2 separate regions of the Mus musculus genome follow, and region 1 is linked to region 2. Evidence: chromatin contacts called from public HiChIP or PLAC-seq data. All regions are on one chromosome and are shown on one strand. Each heading gives the region's core, a stretch centred on a gene start, on an enhancer-like site or on the middle of the called end of the contact. The rest is flanking DNA. Distances are from core to core; before and after follow the strand shown. Region 1 overlaps Gse1 (genetic suppressor element 1, coiled-coil protein). Region 2 overlaps Gm32968 (a long non-coding RNA gene).

The links. HiChIP or PLAC-seq counts read pairs in DNA pulled down with a chosen protein or histone mark.
Region 1: an H3K4me3 HiChIP or PLAC-seq map of embryonic basal ganglia shows a contact between it and region 2, with 4 times the contacts expected there. The contact joins two enhancer-like sites. A contact is called at or near these places in 12 of 484 Hi-C or Micro-C datasets (the G1E-ER4 cell line, the N1E-115 cell line, bone marrow-derived macrophages and 5 more), 21 of 115 datasets of contacts at active chromatin or transcription factors (DN3 thymocytes, the HPC-7 cell line, SST interneurons and 16 more) and 3 of 9 other capture datasets (adipose tissue, liver and pancreatic islet).

The regions. Positions count from the first base shown.
Region 1 is chr8:120,546,042-120,551,449 of GRCm38.p6, forward strand. All of the region lies in intron 1 of Gse1 (genetic suppressor element 1, coiled-coil protein), which reads left to right. Among named protein-coding and RNA genes, the nearest start is that of Mir7687, 10 kb to the left of the region's middle. Within about 2 kb of position 3,475, at least 81 of the 459 cell types and tissues checked have an H3K27ac peak or open chromatin away from gene starts, as enhancers often do. A contact at or near this core is called in the N1E-115 cell line, embryonic basal ganglia, embryonic forebrain and 3 more, where this site is marked.
Region 2 is chr8:120,333,577-120,338,679 of GRCm38.p6, forward strand. It overlaps Gm32968 (a long non-coding RNA gene), which reads left to right. Exons shown (of 3, transcript XR_388103.3): 2 at 2,477-2,650; 3 at 4,218-5,103. It also overlaps a transcript of Gse1 not described here. Among named protein-coding and RNA genes, the nearest start is that of Gm32968, 8.5 kb to the left of the region's middle. Within about 2 kb of position 1,510, at least 170 of the 459 cell types and tissues checked have an H3K27ac peak or open chromatin away from gene starts, as enhancers often do. A contact at or near this core is called in the N1E-115 cell line, embryonic basal ganglia, embryonic forebrain and 3 more, where this site is marked.

The DNA of each region.
Region 1 (5,408 bases), core at 2,225-4,724, 210 kb after region 2:
TCACCTGCCCCCTGGGTGGAGATGTGGATGGGGGGAACTTGGTCCTGTGCTTAGCCAGCCTTGGCTATGAGGATTGTCTGCCCACAGGGGAGTCTGCGCTAGGCCGGCTCCCAGGGCCTTCGTTAGGTCTGCTGCAGTGTAGGGAGGGTCAAGTCTGGGTTGTACTCTGAGCCTGCTTGGCTAGAGGTTCCCAGTTGGAATCCTGCAGAATGTGGGTATGCTTGAGTTGCCAGGGTGACTTGGGTATAGGTGGTTGGTCACTCAGGGGCACCTAACACATGCACCCTGGAGACGGTGACATGTTTGCCCAGGTTTGTAGCTGTGTGTGGAGGAAGTTTTTCTCTGATGGAGGAGGCCATCATGGCCTAAGGGTCCCCCACCCCCACCCCCCGGTTGAGAATTTTATGGTGTCTGGGCTTGGCATGTTGGGTTTTGAAGGTGGTAGACCAGTCTGATATTGAGGCACGGTACTAGAGCTTTCTTTCCCTCAATCCCTGAGCGACTTTGTCCCCATGCATGGTACTAGGGAGGGGCATTAGTTAGGAGTGGCTGCTCAAAGTAACTTTGTTGCACAAGTCATTTTACATCCAAGCCCCAAGGACCCAGCTGCCACTTTAAACATCTGGGGGAGTGGAGCTTTGTGTGTAGGCAAGCAGGCTGTTCCTGCCATACATCCTAGTCCCCAAAGGGGTCTTTTTACATTTTTCTGTCACGTTCCTTTACTTGTGTGTACGTCACTGTGGGCATGTGAAAGTCGGGGGACAACCTGTAGGAAGTTGGGTCTCCTTCAGACCCAAACTGTTGGCCTTGGTGGTCAGGACCTTTTCTGCGGGCCCTGGGGACAAGCCACTTGCCTGCTTATACTCTGGGCCAAATCCTGAATCGGATTTGAGTGGCGGGCGAGTTCGCTACAATCTGAGAGGGACCCTCCTGGATGGGCCCTACTTCCTCTTGAGTCAGCAACGTGGAGCCTGAGAGTCCCAGCGGGACCCAGTGTTTCAGCTCCCGTGGACTGCGAGCACTGAGCAGGCTACTTGTGAGGCCAGAGCTGGGGAGCGTGGCCACCTGAGACCTAGAGGCCAGCACTGGGACCCCTGACTTGGGGATCGGTGGGTTTTGTAACTCAGCAGCTTGGAAGAATCTCAACCGAAATTCCATACTAAGGTGATCCTTCTGGGTCTCACTCAAACAACTTAAACGTGACTTTAGGCCAGAGACACTCAGCCCACTATGTCCTGCGCAGCCAGAAGAAACAGAGCGTGGTTGTCTCTTCTCCCACGCTTGGCACCTGGAACCTGAGGGTGACCCTCAAAAGTGGCCAGCCTGTGTTGGAGCTGTCACTGGCTGGGACCAAGGGGCTTGTATCAAACCGTGGTTTCCATTAGGGCAAGGCTAGAGGAAAACAGCCTGGCCTTGCTGTCCCCAGCCCTCCTTCCGGAATCTACCTGTGACCTCCTCCTATAGCACCTGCTGATAATGCTGGTATGTGGCTGGTGTGTGCCCTGGGGAGAGGTTTGTGTTGTAACACTTCTGTCCCCACTTCCCAAGTAGCCCCCTGGGTCTGCTGAGCCCCCAGCCAAAACAGGAAATGGGAGTGGAGGGCCTGTCTTGGTGGAGCCTGAGAATCCCTGGGGAACTGGGCGGCACATGTGCATTGCTGCCTTCCAGGTGACCACTCAGGGCCTGGCCTCGACCTGCTGGCCCCTGGCCTGCATCCCATGGAGACTCGGAGGCACGTAACCTCAGTCCTGGACAGCTTGAGTGTTTGTTTTTGGGGACTTGGGGAGGAGGCCAGCGGCCGGTGCTCAAAGGGCTCTTTGTGACCGATGAAGCCCAAAGGTGCCATGGGCCACTCGGGGCTCACTGGGGTGTACAGACACTGCTGCTGGGTGATGTTGCCTGCCTCTGTCATCCTGTCGTCCTCGGCCCTCCGTATCAGGCATGGTGACAGTGGTGCGCGGTGGGCTCCCCAGGAGCTGACTCAGTGGACATTACAGAGATGACAGACTCTGAGCCTAGATGAGGTGTGGCTCTTGCCAGCCTTGGTCACCCTCTGGGTAAAACACCCGAACCGGACTGGGTAATGGCAGAGTCTCTATGTCCGGGAGGCAGGTTGGGCCAGACTGAGCAGTCAGGCTGAGGCGAGGACACCCTGAGGTCCCTAGTCCCTGTCCCCGTCCCCAGTGTTAGTAAGCAGCTGACAAAGGAGCCCAGGGAAGGGAAGGATCTTGCCTGTCTCACCTGCCTGTCACTGTGGTTGGTGTGTGGGGTCTGCTGATGTGAAGGGTGCCATGCCTGTGTGTAACGTTATGGTTATAGAAGCCCTGTGCACACCTCTGGCTCCAAGCCAGTCCCACCTCCTGCTGCTGTCAGGATCACCATTGGGGATGGTGCCGGGCTCTGGACTGTCAACCCTCGGCGGTGCTGACCACTGGCTTCCCGACCTCAGGGACCCTTTCCTCCGGTGGGTTTTGCCGAGCTGGTGTGGGGTGGCTGTGTAGCCTCCTTCGTCTGCCCACGCCAGGCTTCTCACGAAGCGAAGCACAGCGCAGCAGCCACTTAGAATAATCGCGTCAAATGTCGCTGCCATCTGTTGCCAGGCTCCATCCCTGCTGCCGCCTGGGAACCTCTGAGACTCCTGCTCTGTTGCTTTGTACCTAGTCAGGTGACTTCCTAGGAGGCCTGTCTAACATCTACAGCCACAGAGCCTCATGGCTCTTTCCTCCTTTCCTCCCCTGCTCCCTCCCTCCCTCCGTCCTCCGCCATGCCTAAGTGAGTGCTTTACTGTTGAGCTCATCCTCAGCCGCCTTTTTACTATTTTTTTTATTTTATTTATTACTATATGTGAAGTACACTGTGGCTGTCTTCAGACACACCAGAAGAGGGCGGCAGATCTCATTACAGATGGTTGTGAGCCACCATGTGGTTGCTGGGATTTGAACTCTGGACCTCTGGAAGAGCAGTCAGCGCTCTTAACCGCTGAGCCATCTCTCCAGCCCCATGACTACTTGTTTTTAAGATGAGTTTTCACCAAGTCTAGGTCGGCATTAAACCCGTGGTACCCCTGCCTCTGCACCCTGAGTTCGGGCGCCATCCCTCACTGTTACCCCTTTCTTTGCACCTTTTCGATCCACCACGTGTGGGTCTCCTGTCAGTACTCCCATTTTTTTTTTTCAGAACACTGAGACAGCAGGGCCTTTGACAGCCTAGGGGTGGACAGTGAAAGGCTTGGAGTTACCAAAAGGTCCCCATTCTCTGCCCTCCCATGGCTGCAGGGAACCCCAGAGGCTGCTTATACATCCATGGCATTCATGCTGTGGGCAGCCCCTCCTGTCCTTGTCCACAGTGCAGAGGTGGGTAACCTCTCCCATCTCCCTCCCTCATTCTGCCTGGCTGCCTCATTCCTCCCCTGACCCACAGATCAGAGCCCCTGTCATACCCAGGCCACCCCCACTCGCCTGCTGCTTTCTCCGCTTTCACGGTCTTGGGTCAGGAGTCACCATCTGCTCTGCTCTGCTCTGCTCTCCCGCTCTGTCGCCTCGTGCAGGGGTTCCTGGGGGAACTGACCTTGGGAGCAGCGGCAGAGGGGCAGGATTTAGCGGCCTGCGGGGTACACTCACCGTTGAACATCAGCAGGCCTCCCTGCCCCCGCCCCGGAGAAGCTGCCTCACATGGGTGCGCTCAGAACAAGCCGGCGGCGGCGGCGGCACACATAATAATGAATTTATTATGAAGCCGTCCAGGCTCTGGGGATCACGTGGGCACCCCACACTACTGCAGCCGCCAGGTCCCTGCAGCAGGGTGACCCCAGCCTTGTTAGAGCTGCAAAAGCATCACCCTCTGGGGCGCGGGGATCACGGGGGTGGGGGTGGGGGCGTGGAGCCCGGGCCGACCCAGTCTCTGTCTGTTCACAAACATTTCAGTGTGCGGTAATGAAAAATGACGAAGGGGCAGATAGAGCATCCAGGTCCACACTGCCTGAGAGCCTTGCTCTGCTGGGCACAGCTTCCCTGGGTGTAATTACCCCAGGGTGAGGGGCTGCTGGCGGAGGAGGGAGGGACGGATTGGTGCTTGAACCGGGCCTTCAGAAAATTCATCTCAGCTATTAGCTGGTAATTACAGAGCAGAAGGAGCAAGCCTGAGGTCTGGTGCCGGGAGGAGCTGGGATGAAAGGGACGGTAATTACGGCCTCAACGGGAGGGAGGCTGGGCTGATTAATAACTCCTGATGTACTGCAGGAGGGAAGTGGCACTGAGACCCCCTCCACCCCATCCCCCACCCCGTGAACCCCTTCTGGGTCAACTGTGCAGGACCAGAGCGAGGTGAGTTGAGGAGTATCATCTGCCTGGTGCTCTGGGGTCTCCTTCCTTGGCACTGATGATATTCCTGGGCATGTTAGGACCCTAAGTGGGGGAATCGGGCAGGATGCACCAAGGCAGCCAGGCTGTCCCCAGCTATTTTGTGGAGATAGTAGCTTCTGACAGAAACCCGAGCTCTGGACTCTGGGTCTAGAGAGGGGAGAGCTGCGGCCGGCCAGCTTGAGAGTGAACGTTTGGTCGAGGCAGCAGGAAGGAGCCTGTGTAGAGTGCCCAAGAGTCCACTTAGATTTAGGCTGACTTTCTCACCGAGCTGCTCGCCTGGAGAACATGGACTGCATGGACTGCAGGCAGCCCCGGGCCTCATCCATCACAGGCCCTTGCTCCACAGAGCTTATTCCCAACTGTTTAGGATAATGAATTCGCAGGAGCCAGTCCTATAGATGACGACGGCTGGGAACAGAGAAGTTAATAAATACCCCCTAATGAGGACAGGGAGAGCAGGCATCCCGTGCCCACCTCTCTCCTTTCCGCTGCCCCCCCCCTGCCTGCCACACCTGAGCCTCTACGGACACCGGTACCTGCCTACTGAGGTGGTTTCTTCTCGGGATGCCAGGCACAGAATAGACACTATACCTAGTGGCCCTAGGCCCTGTGAGTGAAGAGGACTCTTCAGCTCCCCCCAAAATTTGGCAGTGTGTCCTCCTCTTTGGTACCCGGGGCCAGTTCCCCACCCCTCCCCCCACCAGCCCCATGTGCGCATGTGTGAGGAACAGTGCTAATTTTAGACTCCCCCTAATGAAGCCGCTCATTTGGAATTCTATTTTAAGGGAGCTGACATCAGAGCAGCTTCCCAGGCTGGGAACATACTGATATCTCCAGAACCTAGGCTTGGGGTCCCCCACCCCCAAGGGTAGGGGGCCAAGGGCAGCCATGCCCTGGGCATGAGACTGCTGGAGGCCCTAGGGGTGGATCGGTCCCCTGCTCTCTGACAGTTGGAGTCCTGTTTGGGCTACCCACAGGAGCATGGTGATAGCATGTGGTACAGGGAGGTCCTACCCATCACAAATCCTGTTATCTGCCATCCTGCCA
Region 2 (5,103 bases), core at 260-2,759:
TCTTTTATTCAAAAAATGCTGTCCTAGAAATCAAGACTGTCCCAGCTTATGTGGCAAATGGCTGCCATTGGCCTATCATTCCTACTGGGGAGAGGCAGGAACCTCCAGCAAGTGATCTAGCATCTCTGTTTCTTGGTCGCCCTGTGCATGCAATGGAGGTCACTTCTAGAACTGAATAAGGGCGTGGCACCCAGATACTGTGGGGGGTCCAGTCATCTGAAGCTGATCTTGCCTGGCCATCTTGCCTCCAGCCTCCTATGTGCTGCCGACCACAGAACAGCCCATGCTCCATTGTTCACAGACCTGCAGTGGGGTGGGTGGGGTGGGTGAGGCTAGGTGGGACCACCTGTGGAGGCCTCTGCCTGGGGCTGGAAGAACCGCTTCCAAGATGGCAGAGTGGCTAGCAACATGGTGGGGCCTCTTGCCAACTTGTTCTATGGCTTGTGGGTCTGGTTTACTCTTCCTGCCTCCTCCCTCTAGGCAGTTGGGGTTCCTGGTTTGTGGAGCCCCAGAACCAAAGTCATCACAGTCAAGAGCCAGATACAGAAGTCACAACATTAGCCCCTTCCTCTTCCAGACACTGTGCCGTCTGTGCCATTGCCCTAGAAAGTTCTGGAAGGGTACACGGGACGGGAATTTCTTTTTTTTCTTTTTTTCTTTTTCTTTTCTTTTTTTTTTTTTTTTTTTTTTGTGGTGGTGGGGTTTCAAGACAGGGTTTCTCTGTATAGCCCTGGCTGTCCTGGAACTCACTTTGTAGACCAGACTGGCCTCAAACTCAGAAATCTGCCTGCCTCTGCCTCCCAAGTGCTGGGACTAAAGGCATGCGCCACCACACCCACCCAGATGGGACAGGATTCTGACTAGCTTGGTCTGGCTCACATTTCCTTTGTTCTTTCCCTGTGAGCCCAGGGGTCAAGGTTGGATGGCTAGGTGCAGGTTCTCTGATCCTGGCCATTCTTCCTGTCATTCTACGAATTTACAGAATGTGGGTCACTCACTCACCCTCTGGGTTGACGTTGAGGAAGGATGGCATCCTGAGAAGGTGCCCAGTTGTTTGTTGTCACCTAGCTGGGGTCACTGGCCACACTTGGGTCCAGTGGCTGTGATTAGAGGGATCCCCAGATTTTCGGTCTCCCTTTTATGATGACTGCACAGGGTGACTCTCAGCAAAAAACTGACTCTTAGTTTGTGCTTGACTGCTCTTAGCTGAAGGGTGTCCAGTGGCCAGGGTCTTTGCTTGCCTGAGCAGGAGGCACTAGAATGCTCTTGCCCAGGAAGGGGAAGGCCTGGGGAACCTTGTGGCCTGGGAAGGGAGAGAGAGGCTAGCGGAGGGAAGAGGGAGGGGGAGGATTGCAGGAAGGGAGGCCTCCCCTCCACCCACCTTCCTGAGGTACCCCCACTGCAGGAAGAACCAGCCGAGTCAGATAAAGGCCCAGCAGGGGCCAGAGGAGGCTTTCCCACAAAGGAAGCTGAGAGGAGGCCTTTCTCTCTTGCCTCCGCACTCCAAGGGCCTTTCAAGCTATTCAACGCCTCCAAATGGGTGGGCGGGGCCTCTGCCTCCCAAGCAGCCCCAAGGCACATCCATTTATTTAAAAGGAAAAAAAAAAAAAAACCCACACACATCTTGTTCTAGAATATTCTGCCACAGAGTGCCTTTTTTTTCCTCTCTGGGTCCTGCTGTGTCTGGGAGGAGGGGAGCTTGAGACCTGAAAGCTGCCCTGTGGTAGCTGTCCCTTGTTGGAGTCAACAGCTCCCTCCGGGGACCTCCTGTAGCTGATTGGATGAGTTCTGCCCCAGACTGCCCAGTGCTCCTAGCTGTTGCCACCCCCAGCTTGTGGGGGGGAGGAACGGTTGTTCCAGGCTGTAGAATTAGCTTGTGCCCTCTGGTCTGCAGCCCCTGAGTATTGCATGTTTTAGTGGCCTCTGCCCCCTGCCTGAGTCCCGAGGGACAGCCCTCCCTTAAGTATGGAGATGTTGCCAGCTCTGAGATTGGCCAGCCCCACCCGCTAAGGAGGTTTCATTTCCCCTAACACGGACCTGGCAGTGCCATCAGTCTGGAGCGAGGTATCACGCTTGACCCAGGCCTGGAGTCTGTGGGCTCCAGGGTCCTGGCGGGGCTCAGTAAGAAGCCCTGGGGGCACTGCTAGCCTGGTGAGGCAGGAGTGGCTGGCGGTGCCAGGCTCATTAGCCCGCCTGCAGAGGGGATTAGGGAGCCAGCCCGCCGGGCTGCAGTTATTAAAGGCTCCGTGCTAGGTAAACACCAGGCGCTTCCTTACAGAGCCGCACCTGCTAATTAGAGGGCAAGGAGCTTATTAAAACAGTAACTCTGGGGAATGCCCAGCAAGGAGGAGGGAAGAGTGACGTTTGGGGACAGAGGGCAGGAGGCTGGGGCAGAGGGGGTAGGAGGTGGGAGGGAGACCCTCCCTCTCTGGAGGCTGAAGATATAGAAGCCCCTGCTTTCTCCATCTCTCCCCAGGCTGTTGGCTTTTGGGACCCATGTGTCCTTCCCGGTGACAGTGATTGTGGGTTACATACGATGTCCAAAGGCCATCTGTGTGAGGTCGGGCAGGGCCCCCCCGTATCCATGTCCGGATCCCCAGGGCCGCGAGAAGGACAGTGTGCAGATGGCCCACAAGATTACACTGGGCTGGTGAGGTGGGGGGAGGGGTGGAGACAAAGGGGAGGCGGCAGGCATAGAATGGAACTTCAGATCTGTGATAATGGACTTGTGGGGTGGGAGAGGCAGCCACTGGGGACAATCCTCTCTGGAAGCCAAGACGATAAAGCAGGTGACCCCCCGGGCAGTGGGGAGGCCAGCCCTGCCAAGCCTGAGATTTCAGCCCCTAAGATCCAGTCAGAAAGAGGTCTGGTATGTTTCTGAGCCTCTAGATTTGGGGTCATTTATTACAGCAGCCATGGGCAGCAAGTATCTTGGAAAGCTACCTAGTTGCTTCTGGCAAAAGTCCTGCCCTCCACCTGTGAACCCTGCACCCCACCTCAGAACCCCCCACATCCTCGGGGCTCCTTTTCACATTCAGAGTCCCTCACCCACACTCGGAGCCCTCACCCACACTTGGAGCCTCTCACCCATACTTGGAGCCCCTCACTGACACTCAGAGCCCCTCACCCACACTCAGAGCCCCTCACCCACACTCAGAGCCCCTCACCCACACTCAGAGCCCCTCACACACACTCGGAGCCCTTCACCTACACTCAGAGCCCCTCACCCACACTCAGAGCCCCTCACCCACACTCAGAGCCCCTCACCCACACTCAGAGCCCCTCACACACACTCGGAGCCCTTCACCTACACTCAGAGCCCCTCACACACACTCGGAGCCCCTCACTCACACTCAGAAAGCCCTGTCTTCTCTTTAGGTACCCTGGCGAGTTCTTGCCATTCTTCTGCATTTTCTCTCCACCCTTCCCTCTCCCTTGCTTGGTGTCTGAGAGGTTTCCGGAAGCCAGCTCACAAGTGAGGATTTCACTGCATAGCCCCAGGCGTGCCGAGCTCTGTGGCTCACATTCAGAGCCTGGCCTTGGGGCTAGATGTAATCCTAGCCAGCCAGTTGGGAGTTAGAGAGACTTAAGTTCATCCCTTGCTGTGTGGCCTTAGGCAAGATTCCTAGCCTCTCTGAGCTCACACTCTCATCTGGAAAACATCTCTGGCTCTGGTGAAGGAATTGTGTGGGGGTGTGGGGAGGGGAGGATCTAAGATGCCAAAGAGAGATTGTCAGGGTCTGGGACCTCTGATGAAAGACCAGGTTGACCTGGCCCCAGCCATTTTGTACTTCTTAATTCAAGCTCCTCCCACCCTACACATCATGTCTACACACTAGTCTCTTGTCTCTTTCAGATGTGGCCTTAGAAGCACAGAGAGGGAAGTCACTTGCCCTAAGTCACACAGCAGGGTCCACAGCTAGCTCCAGGTCTCAACCTGTTGCACTGGATTCAGGTTTACTGAGCACACACAGAGCCCCTCCCCTCTTCCATCCTTACCCTCCCTGGTCCAGAGGCCCTCAACATTCCCCATGCCGTGACCCTTTAATGCAGCTCCTCATGTTGTGGTGACCCCCAACCATCAGTTGCTCAGTTGTGGTGCCAAGCAGGGGGTGTGGTGATGCCAAGCAGGGGGTGTGGTGAGAGATTCCCCGTGCCTGGTGACAGGCGGATACTGCTTGGAGCCCTGCTCTTACACTTCATCTTTCCCTCCACAGGGTCGTTGTCTTGGCAACTGTCCACTGTGGGTGACCATGCTGGATGCCGGGAACCCTAATGGATGCCTTAGTGACCCTTTGCCCTGCCCTTCTGTGCACCCTGCCCTCTCCCACTCTGAAGCTTCAGCCTGCCTCCCTGCCTGCTGCCTTTCGAGCCTGATTCTGACACTCCAGTGCCCTGGTCTGGGGATCCCCATACCCAGCAAGTTCTCACAGGTCCCCTGAAGGAGGAGGCTCTGGACACCCCACCCCCCAAGTAGTGTCTGACCTACCACTGCCAACCCTTTTCTCTCCCAGGAAGGGAAGAAACATCACTGCATCCCAGGCGGGGGTGCTGGGGAGTGCTGACCCGTCCATCGGTCAGTGCCGCTCACACCCCAGCAGCCACAGAACCCAGCGCGTCACAGTGGTCCCCTCGGAGGTCACCGAGACACTCATGGGTTTCTTCTCTCCCTCCCTCCAGGCCACTGTAGAGGTCAGATGACTCACCTCATCTCCCTAGCTGCCCCTCTCCACCCACGTGTGGCACCCCCATGACTTGCCTCTTAAGTCTTCGGCTCTGTAGCTCAGCGGGTCCTCGTGGGGGTCAAAATATGGAGCTAGGTGTCCTAACTTGACACCTGATAACCCTGACCCGCGCTAGAGGATCAAATGGGATAACTGCAGAGCAGATTCGGGGGATGCTTCAGGAAGGTTGTCGTGGCTTCCTTTGCTGCTGCTGTCTGTCCTGTCCACCCCAGCCAATGGTTCTTTAGAGTGACAGCCTCAGTGCCCCCCTCTTTTTTTAGCAACCTTAGGCTCTGCCTACTAGACTCCCACCTGTCCTTGCCCTCCGACTAACACCGGGGTGACTTGGAGTGTAAGGACAGGGAAGGCAGGGTGACAT